2 separate regions of the Macaca mulatta genome follow, and region 1 is linked to region 2. A link is a contact called in public Hi-C data. All regions are on one chromosome and are shown on one strand. Each heading gives the region's core, a stretch centred on a gene start, on an enhancer-like site or on the middle of the called end of the contact. The rest is flanking DNA. Distances are from core to core; before and after follow the strand shown.

Region 1 (5,115 bases), core at 814-3,313, 37 kb before region 2:
ACTCTGGTCTCCAGAGTCCTGGTGCAGACGCCTCTGAGCGCTGGCTGCTGTCAGATGTAGGGTCATGGTGTGGGAGGGAGAGTGGAAAGTCTGTGGAGGGAGGAGGAAACATCGCCTTTCCCAGTTCTTCAAATGGAATTGACAAAATGAATAGTTAAGGCTTATTAAGTTCTGAGTCCAGGCACTGTTCCAAGTGCTTTGCATGTATTACATCATTTACTCCTGACTACATGAACTAAGTACTCTTATTACTTCCACTTTGCACACAAGTAATCTGGGCACAGAGAGGTTAAGCAACTTGGCTAAAGGCATCCAGCTCAGCAGTGGTGCAGGTAGGCTTCAACACTAATGGTCTGATTCTGTCATCCACACCCTATTGCGTTATGGCATGGACACACATATACATACACACCTGTGAGTGTGCATGCACACACAAATACACACTTTCTTGCCACTTGCCTTTGCAAATGTTTTTCCTCTCTCTGGATTGTCTCCCCTCTCCCACCTCTGCTGACCCGGCTAGTTCCTGTTCATCCTCTAGGAATCCTCCTAGGCATCCCACTCTCCCAGCAGCCTCCCTTGACCTATCAGGTGGCTCTGGGGGCCCCTCCCATGGCTACTGTAGCACCTGTGTTTACACCACTCACTCAAAGCTGTACTTCTTTGTTCATGTGCCTGTCTCCCATTAGATTTTCAGCTCCATAAAGGCAGGTATTGAGTTTAATTTGATTTGCAGTCTCAACTCCTCCCATGCTTTTGCTCAATGCAGTAAATATTTACTGAGCCCATCCTGAGACCCAGAAGGCTCTGTGACTGAATGTCATGTAGATTGAGCCTAAGGGTGCAGCTGAAGTGGTGCAGAGTAAAGGAAGGGCCAGATCTAGGTGGGGATGTGCTCATCCTGGAAGGCTTTCTGGGGAAGTTGCATGTGAAGCCTTGCTTTGAGAGTGGGACTCTGGGTTAGATGAGAGGTCGACAATCTCCATGAGGAAGGTCCTTGTGAAAGCTTGCTGCTGGGATAAACCCACTTAATGAAACTCAACCACAGTTATGCTGCATGCAAACCCCCAAGGGACACAGCAATGAACAAGCATGGCTTCCACCCTCCAGGAGTGTCCTTCTGCCTGGCATGGGATGGGGCAGGGAATGAGACCTGTGTGGTCACCTAGTACCCTTTAGGTGTAGAGTAAGGCTGGGCCTGGGACCCCGGAGGAGTTCAGGTCCCAGGACAAATCATCTGGGTGAGTGGGTGCCCCCCTCCTTAATACCTCAATACCAGCGAAATCTGTAAAAGCAAATTGGAATAGATGGGGAGGAGATGTCATCTCTGTACTTCTGACCTTACTCTCTGACCCAGAGTTGGTTTGTAACAACTCTTGCAAATGGGTTGTTTTATGTTGTACCTTCAGGTTGAGGATTGATATTGGGGATTGATATTCCTTTTTCACAGATCAGGAAACTGTGCTTAGGGAACCACTTGACTTGCCCAGGTGGCTTGAATAGTAAAGCAGCGATCTGAACCTGAAGCCCTGTCAATCATTCATTCACTCTACACACATGAGGACCTCCAAGTGCCAGGCACTATGCTGGGGTCTAGGGATATAGCTGTGGACAAAACCCAGCCCCTGCCCTTGTAGAGCTTACATTCTAGAGGAAAAGAGACAAAAAAAAAAAAAAAACCAGTTAGATGAGTACAGTTTTTGGTACCTGGGTGGTGCAAGTGCTAGACAGAAAGATGAGGCGGGGAGGGACGATAAAGTGTGCTACAGTCTAGGGTGGAGGTTGCAATTCTAGATTGGATGGCTGGGGTTGGCCTCCCTGAGAAGGTGATATTCCAGCAAAGACTTGATCATTCTTATTTGCCTTTGCAAAAATGAGCAGTCTTGCCTGAGGGGGAGTGCAGGGAAGGGGTCTTTTTGCCAAGGAAGCAGCTCCAGTTTCTGGTCACTCTTCCCAATTTAGGGCTGATTGTGCATGTGCTGCAGGCATTGTTCAGTACCAGCTGTCTGGCACCACCTCCTTCTCCCTAGCCCGCAGCTTCCTGTGACACCAGACGCTTAGTTGCCACAGCTGTGATGACACTCCCCCACTCCTCTTCCCTCCTGCAGCATGGAGCACAGGATAGTCATCCTCCTACAGCATTCCCAGAAATTTCCAGAGAACAGACACCTGAGTCTGGTTGAGAGGGGGCAGCAGCTCCTTGGGACACCATGATAGAGGGGCCACCATGAGTGCCTTCCACGGGTGCTGCTTAGCCAGGAGAGGCCTCGGATCTCTGGGGAGGTTAGTGGGCTCCCACAGTCTAATGCATGGTTGCCTTCCAGACCCCGAAACGGATGCAGCCACTATCCAGGAGGTCAGCGAGGCTGTGCTGGCCCTGTGGCTGCCCACAGACTCAGCTACTGTTCTGCAGAAGATGAATGAGATCCAGGCCATTGCAGCCAGGCTCCCCAACGTGGACCTGGTGCTGTCCCAGACCAAACAGGACATTGCGCGGGCCCGCAGGCTGCAGGCTGAGGCTGAGGAAGCCAGGTACGGCCTTGGGCCCTGAACTTCTCTCTGCCCAGAAGAGAGAAGTTTTGCTTCTCAACCCCATGGCTGGGAGAGGGGTGCAGAGGGCTGGGAGACAGGAGGGGATGCTTACGATGGTGAGGAGTGGTACACAGAGTCCAGAGTGCAGGTTAAACAATTTGCGTGACTGTGTCTTCCGTATTGGAAACTGCCAAGAGAGTGTCTCAGGCATAACACAAACATTCATCATGTCTGCTTGGTGGGGTCCTGGGGCGTCAAAGCTAATACTTTCCTTGCTCTTTGTCTTGGCTGGGAAGTGTGTTCTTTTGGACTGGTGTGTGAGTCGAACCACACATTGATTCACTATTCACTCATTCTCTCTCTCCTCTCCCTCATGCTTCTCTCACCCAGGAGCCGAGCCCATGCAGTGGAGGGCCAGGTGGAGGATGTGGTTGGGAACCTGCGGCAGGGCACAGTGGCACTGCAGGAAGCTCAGGACACCATGCAAGGCACCAGCCGCTCCCTTAGGCTTATCCAGGATAGGGTTGCTGAGGTGAGGCATCATGGCTTCCTCCACACATATTTGGGCATAAACAGGAAAATTTGGGCACCAGGCATAGAAAATGCCAGAAAGTGACTAGATGAAAAGTGACTAGATGAAAGCTGAGGTGGAGTTCTACAGGAGGGTGACAAGTTTTGGGCTGGCTTTGGGCCTTGGATTTTCTGATCTTGTGGCTGGGATGCAGAAGGCAGGAGTGAGAGGTGGGCAATTTTGATTGTTCTGATTGGAGAGGGTTTTTGCTGCCTGATGAGTTGGAGAAAAAATGGGGATGAACCCCCCACCTATGAGACCCACCACAAATGCCAGATCTCCCTCTTTCCACAAAGGTTCAGCAGGTACTGCAGCCAGCAGAAAAGCTGGTGACAAGCATGACCAAGCAGCTGGGTGACTTCTGGACACGGATGGAGGAGCTCCGCCACCAAGCCCGGCAGCAGCGGGCACAGGCAGTCCAGGCCCAGCAGCTTGCAGAAGGTGCCAGCGAGCAGGCACTGAGTGCCCAAGAGGTACAGAGAAGGCAGAGTTAGCTCAACGATGTATGGCCAGTGAGGGGGTCCTGAGCAGGAGAGGACTTTGCACACTTTATAAGACCACAAACTCAAATGTGCTTAGAATAACAGAACAAGAAGAGGCTTGAGAATCAACCCAAACCTGGCCAGGCATCTGATTTCTCCCTCCACTGCCTTTGGTATAGTTGGCTCAGGGACATTGGAGATGACCAGTGCAATCCCTTTCCTTTTACAGATGAGGTGGTGACTTGTTCACAGGCCTAAGACTCATCTATAAAGCAGGTCCCCTGACACTGGATCCAGAGCTTGTCTCTTGGATCCCCAGCCTGGACAGATGCTCTTTGCTTATCCTAACCTGGGCTCCACGATTGTCAGAATTAGATGAGAGAGAAGATCAAAGAGCCCATTCTCAGTGTCTCACACACACTACCTGCTCCCCCTATGGCTAGGAACACTGGCACTTTCAATCCTGGCACAGTGACCAAGTTGCTAAGTATACTATGTGACAGCTTAATATCAATATCCTGTGATGTGACTAACATTGTCCTGGGAGTGAGGTGCGACATGTCAAGAGCTGGACATGGGAAGAGGGAAACACAGAAGTTTAAGTCATAGTCTGTGACTCAGGCGTTTTAATAGGCAAAACCAATTCTATTGGGGGTTAATAGGAGGCGCTTTCCCACTGTGTGTTGATTTGGGTGACATCAAGTGCTTTGGCCACAGGTCTTTAGGACCTTGCATGATGACAATGACACTGAGACTATTCTACCTTTTTCAGGGATTTGAGAGAATAAAACAAAAGTATGCTGAGTTGAAGGACCGGTTGGGTCAGAGTCCCACGCTGGGTGAACAGGGTGCCCGGATCCAGAGTGTGAAGACAGAGGCAGAGGAGCTATTTGGGGAGACCATGGAGATGATGGACAGGATGAAAGGTGAGGGAATGGTTCAGGGGCACGGACTACTGGGCATTCATGAAGGCTGGTCCCACCCAACCCAAGGCTTCTGAAGCCCATTCTTATTGGAGCTAGCCATGCTATGGGAGTAAGATCAAATGAGATTTTTTCTGGGCGTCTAGTATGTATGAGGCTGGGGAATGCAGAGATGGTCCCATGACTTGACCTGGCCTCAAAAAGCTCGCAATTAATGGGACCATTTTTTCTATTTTTGCAAACAGTGGGGTCATATTTTCTCTTCCTGTTGCTTTATGTTTAAGATGCATAGAACTGTATTTAACAGGATGAGGTGGTCTCTGATAGGGGTTGAATAATAAGAGTTCTAGGGCTCAGAGCATAAATAATTTGAGAGAGACATGTTCAGTGAAGGTAAGAAAAGAAGATTTGTGATGGGCCTGGAAGAATGTATAGGCCTGGGAGAAGCTGTGAGGAAGAGGAGGGACATTAGGATAAGGGTGTTGGGAAGCAACAAGGTATGTTCTGACATAGGGACAGAAGAAGGTTGCTGAGGAGCTGGTGGGAAAGAAGTGGCATGGGGTTAACATGACTTGTCCCTATGCCTGGCTTCTAGTGTGAGGATGAG
Region 2 (5,251 bases), core at 397-2,896:
ATCCTAACGTCTGACTGATTCCCCTGGGAACACATGGCTCGGACAATCTGGAAAGGACTGAATCCTTAAAGCACTCAGATTCTCAGCACAGAGGCTGGGGGCAGCATATCTATTGCCCCAAGCCTCTCATGGCTCCAGCTCAAACCATTTCTCACTCTAACCTCAAGCTTCTTTCCCAAAGAGTACTTTCTGAAGAGGACTCTTAATAAGCAGCCACACACACACGCACACGCACACACCAGAGCAATCTGCAGCATCATGGAAAGGTCACTGAATTTATCAATAGATCTGGGTTCAAATGCCATCACCATCACCAGCTTTACAACCCCTTTAACCTCTGAGCCTCAGTGGTCTCATCTATATTAAGGGGGAAATAATACATGCCACATCATCTGATGGGATCGTCCTAAAGAAGATTAATTATAAACACATTCTAAACTGTAAAATGTGGTCCGCATACCAGGTATTACTAAGCACTCTGTGTTACAGCCTGTTTCAGAGGTGGGTCTCATCTTTGGTTCTGGTTAAGCTTGGGTCAGCAGGAATGACAGGGGCCTTGTTCTGTCTTCAGCTTATGATCTGGAAAAGATCATCTTCTTACCTAAGGCGGAATCTGCTTGACTCTCTTGACCCTTCTCAGAGATTTTCCTCATGATCAATTTATCTCACTCCAGAGCAAGAGGCTGGCCAGCCAAGCACTGCAGCCAGACCAGCGTGAGCCCTGGCAGCCACCTCCGGGAGCCTCAGGGTTAATGTTTGTACGTCAAAGTTACGTGGAGAGAAGGGGCCACGGTGTGGATGGGGGTGATGGTGTTGGTGAATCCAGACCTCCTTTCAAGATCTTCACCTGTGAGGTAAACTAGGGAAGTTTAAAAACAGAAGGGAGGTAGACACGCCCCTGGGGAAGGTGAAGGAGCTGTCTTGTGACTGACAGCGATAGCTCGACTGTGTTCTGCATCTTAACGCGGCCGGGGATAGGGAGCCTGAAGCCTGTCCACAGACCTCTCCAGGAGGGACTGAGGCTGATTCTTCTTCCTTAGGTTTGCAGAGCCACAGGCTGTTTACAAATGATTTTGTCATTGGTTCTGCTAATCCTCCCAATAACCCAAAGAGGTAGGCAGAGAGGGCATACCTTATTTGATGGATGGGGTCAGAGAGGTTAAGAGATGAAGGTTGAATAGGAGGGAGGGGTGCAAGAGAGCTGGAGGTGCTGACACCCCAGCAGATGGATGGGGTCCCTCCAGGCATAGAGCCTGGAGGCTTGTCCCTAGAATGCAGACATTGCAGGAGGGGCACATAAAGATATTTTTCTCCCTTTTCCCTGCCCAGAAGTGCAAAAGGTTTCCATGCAAGCCAGCCCAGGAATGATGGACAGATGGCTCCACCCGGACCCCCATTCAGACTTATTTTCCAAGACACCTATAACTTACCCTTGATGCCAAAAGAGTCAGGGAAGCCTGGAACTGGGGCTGAAATAAATGCCCAAGTTGCTTACAAAGTGGCTCTTCAAATCCACTCGCTAGGTGCTGCACGCTTCCCACTAAGCAAGGAGACCCCCTAAAGCCAAGAAAAGAAGCAGGGTCATCTTACCCACGGACTCGGCAAGAATCCTGCTTGGGCTCCCACTCCAGCTCCTACAGGTCTGTGAGGATTAGCTGCTCCAGTGCTTTAACAATAAACCCAATTAAAGGGGAGGAATGCAGGAGTTTTCTTTCCCAGGACCGTAACCATGCAGCCTTAAAGGGGAGTAAAAGTAGCTAGGGTGGCTTGCATCTGTCTTTCCTTTCCTCGGCTCTGCTCTCCCTCCCTCCCACCGAGCAATAATGAGTCTTATCCAGAAAAATGCTTGTGCATTTTTGCCTGGTGTGTGTGTGTGTGTGTGCAATTGTGTTTGCATTGATGTGTGTGATGAAAAGATAGAAAGGAAGAATGAAAAGCAAACATATCGAATTATAGGTTCCCATTATCCTGAATGGGTGATGACAGAAAAAATCAGATAAGCTTTCTAGGATTGTCTGCCTCAGTTTCCCTTTTAACCACTCAGGTGCTGCCGTATGTTGCCTAAAAACCTCTCCCTGAAAAACAGAACATCTACACTGGCTGACATGTAGGGACTGAAGACATCTCAGTGTCCACCTTGCTTGTTATCTCTTACAGAACTGGGAGAAAGGGCCTTAGACGTCCCACAAGGGGCCCTTCAGTTGGACAGTCGCACTCAATATCTTTGATATGTCTCCTTTCCTCCGGAAGCTCAGCATTCTGATCCCCGAACCTGTCTCAGTCCTAACCCATGAGACCCCAGGAAATCATTCCCCTCCTCCGGAAACTCTCTGCTCCCTCTGTTTCCTGTACTCATCTCTCCATCCTGGCCCTTGACCAAGGCTTCACAGTCTCCATCTTAGCTTCTCTGGGGCAGTCCCTTTAGTGCAGATTTCTTTAACCTCTGTCATCTGCTCTCTTGTTTTCTCCTTCTCTACTCTCTCCTTAAGGTTACCATCTACTCACGGGGTCCATTACCATCTTCATGAGAACCTCCCCGGTCAACATCCCACCTTGGTTACCATGCTCAACCTCAACATCCAGATGTCCACTGTCACCTAAGAACAAGACTGAATGCATTATGGCCACCCTCAAACCCACTCTCCTGTTTTCCCCAGCTAAGCTAGTGGGCTACCATCTTCCAAACACTCAAGTGAGAAACTCCAGGGTTTGTTTTGTTTGTGTTGCCTGTTTCATTTGTCTTCCAAACCCATCCAGCTCTTATGCACTTTCATTTGTTCCTTGAAATTAGCTTTTAAATTGTACCCTTTCTTTTGTGTCATCTTGTTTTTTGAACAAATAACACATTCATATGGGCAGGAAAAGGACCATATTAAAAGGTGTACATTGAGATGTGTCACCCCCTTCTACTCCTTGTCTGTCCCTTGACCCTGATATTGCCTTCTATAGGTGACCACTTTTATTATGGTATTTCTTTATGTGAATGCAAGGAAATACTCACCTCTACAATCTCAGTTCAAGCCCTCACCCTCCCACCCAGGTAGAATTGTGATAGCATAGGATGAGGTGGTGCAGTAGGATATTTAAAAGTGGCTCTGGGGAAGACTTCTAGGTTGGATTCCTGGGTCTTCCAATGACAGATATGTGGCTTTGGGAAAGTAGCTTAACCTCTCTGTGCCTCAGTTTTTCCATCTGTAAAATGGCATAATTATTAAACTTATTTCACACACTAGTAGGGTGGAGCGAGACAGAATGCAGCTGCTTAGAACAGTGGCTCGTACGTGGTGAGCACTTAATAAAATTTAGCTGTGATCATTCTTTACCTGTCATAGTCTAAATATTTATGTCCCCATCCAAATTTATATGCTGACACCTAATCACTAGTGTGGTGGTAATAAAACATGGGGTTTGGGGGAGGTGATTACGTCATGAGGGTAGAGCCCTTGTGAATGGAATCAGTGCCCTTATAAAAGATACCCCGAAGAGCTGCATTGCTCCTTCCACTATAGGGGGACACAAAGAAAAGGTGCCTTCTATGAATCAGGAAGTGAGCCCTCATCAGGCATTGTATTTGCTGGGACTTGCAGCCTGCAGAATGGTGAGAAATATGTTTCTGCTGTTTATAAGCCACCAGTTTATGGTATTTTGTTACAGCACCCTGAATAGACTAAGACAATATACAATGTAACTTTCATTCTAGAATTACCTCAATAAAACATATTGCTTCCTCATCAAAACCATTCATTGTTTACAGAATAAAATCCATACACTTCAGGCCATCATTGAAAGCATTCCAGGATCGGGCACGGAGCTATTCTCCCTCCACTGCATCTCTCTTTCTACCCATGTGACACTCCAGCCTCACCATATGAAACACTTATTTTTAAGATAACACTCACACCAAAACTCCTGACCTTCATTTATCCTGATCTGTTGGTTAAGAAAATGCCCTTTCCTCATTCTCTGCCTATAAAAATGCTATAGATTCAAAAATTCCACATCTAGGAAGCCTTCTAAGATTTCCCACCCCACTGAGAACTGATCACTCTCCCTTTGGACTGTTCCCAAAACTTTTGTCTACAACTCTTCCTAGTTCTTAATCTTTTTCTGCCTTGAATTCTAGTTTGTTTCCTGTCTCCTTTTTTGAATTGAGAGTTATTTAAGGGCCATGAATCTGCCTGTATTTCTTGCCCCTCTTTTTTCTTTCTTCCATCCTCCTCCTGTGCCTGGCTCTGCAAATGTTTATTGGACCTGATAGATTTATCAACCCTCAGGGGTAGAAAGGCCTTTGATAGTCATCATAATTAAGTAAGAGATGATTTGCTAACTATTGATATATAAGTACTTAATAAATGGTAACTATTATTGGTATTGAAAGTAGGAATAATAGCATATTATTGTTATTGATACAACATCCCATTTATTGCCTAGACTCTCTGGGTAGAGCATCCCTGACTAAGCTGCTGTCCTCCTCCTGTTTGCACACTCTGGAGCTGGGGAGTTTATCACAGCCTAAGACAGCTCAGTAATGCCCATGGGCATTGACACACATGACAAAGTTCATCTCTAGAGGAAGCTGAATTCTGCTTCTCTGAAGACTTTCCCAGCACACGCATACATATACTCATTCCTTAAATATTTATCAAGTGCTGACTGTATACTAAGTATTGGGAATCTGAAACCAGACCTAGTTCATATGTTCATACAATTTTCACTGTCCAAGTACATTCATCAGTCAACTCTGCACCTTGTAGGTCACTCTGATGAAAGGATGAATCGGGCAAGGAATTGTCTGTTGTCATCAGACCACCAGAGTTCTCTTTCTTCCCATTCTCTCCAATTCACCTGCACCCTGCTGGTCTTGAAAAGCCACAGGGCCAGGAATGAATTCTCTGCTGTGGAAACATAAATAGGTTCAGCAGATGTTTGGCGCCAGAGGAGAAAGCATTGCCTCTTAACGATGAGGTCAGAAGCCAGCTCTCCTTGCAAGCACTGACCAGGCCATACGCCAATCACTGGAGGCGTAGGGAGGAGGCAGAGCACCCATTGCTCAAATATTAGAACGGATGACTAGAGAACTGAGGGGGCATTTGGTAATGTCTCCAAGGACGTGGAAGAGAGCTTTTGTCATTACAGAACAGGTACAAGCATGCACTACACAAAGACACGCACATGCACATGCATGGTTGCAGTTTTGCCCAGTTTATATTCTTTTAATGGCCTTTTCTCTATGTTTTTCTCAATTGGCAAT

What was found. Hi-C and Micro-C count contacts between places; a contact is called where the count stands out from the background.
Region 1: a contact with region 2 is called in a Hi-C map of fetal cortex germinal zone, with 2.0 times the contacts expected there. The contact joins the enhancer-like site here to the promoter of CAMK1G in region 2. A contact is called at or near these places in 6 of 14 Hi-C or Micro-C datasets (CD4 T cells, blood, cortical neurons and 3 more).

Annotation. Positions count from the first base shown.
Region 1 is chr1:67,364,174-67,369,288 of T2T-MMU8v2.0, reverse strand. LAMB3 (laminin subunit beta 3) reads left to right here. Exons shown (of 24, transcript XM_077937086.1): 20 at 2,325-2,532; 21 at 2,923-3,064; 22 at 3,400-3,576; 23 at 4,358-4,511. Among named protein-coding and RNA genes, the nearest start is that of CAMK1G, 36 kb to the right of the region's middle. Within about 2 kb of position 2,063, at least 7 of the 40 cell types and tissues checked have an H3K27ac peak or open chromatin away from gene starts, as enhancers often do. A contact at or near this core is called in cortical neurons and fetal cortex germinal zone, where this site is marked.
Region 2 is chr1:67,326,823-67,332,073 of T2T-MMU8v2.0, reverse strand. It overlaps CAMK1G (calcium/calmodulin dependent protein kinase IG), which reads right to left and starts at 1,646. Exons shown (of 11, transcript XM_077937105.1): 1 at 1,591-1,646.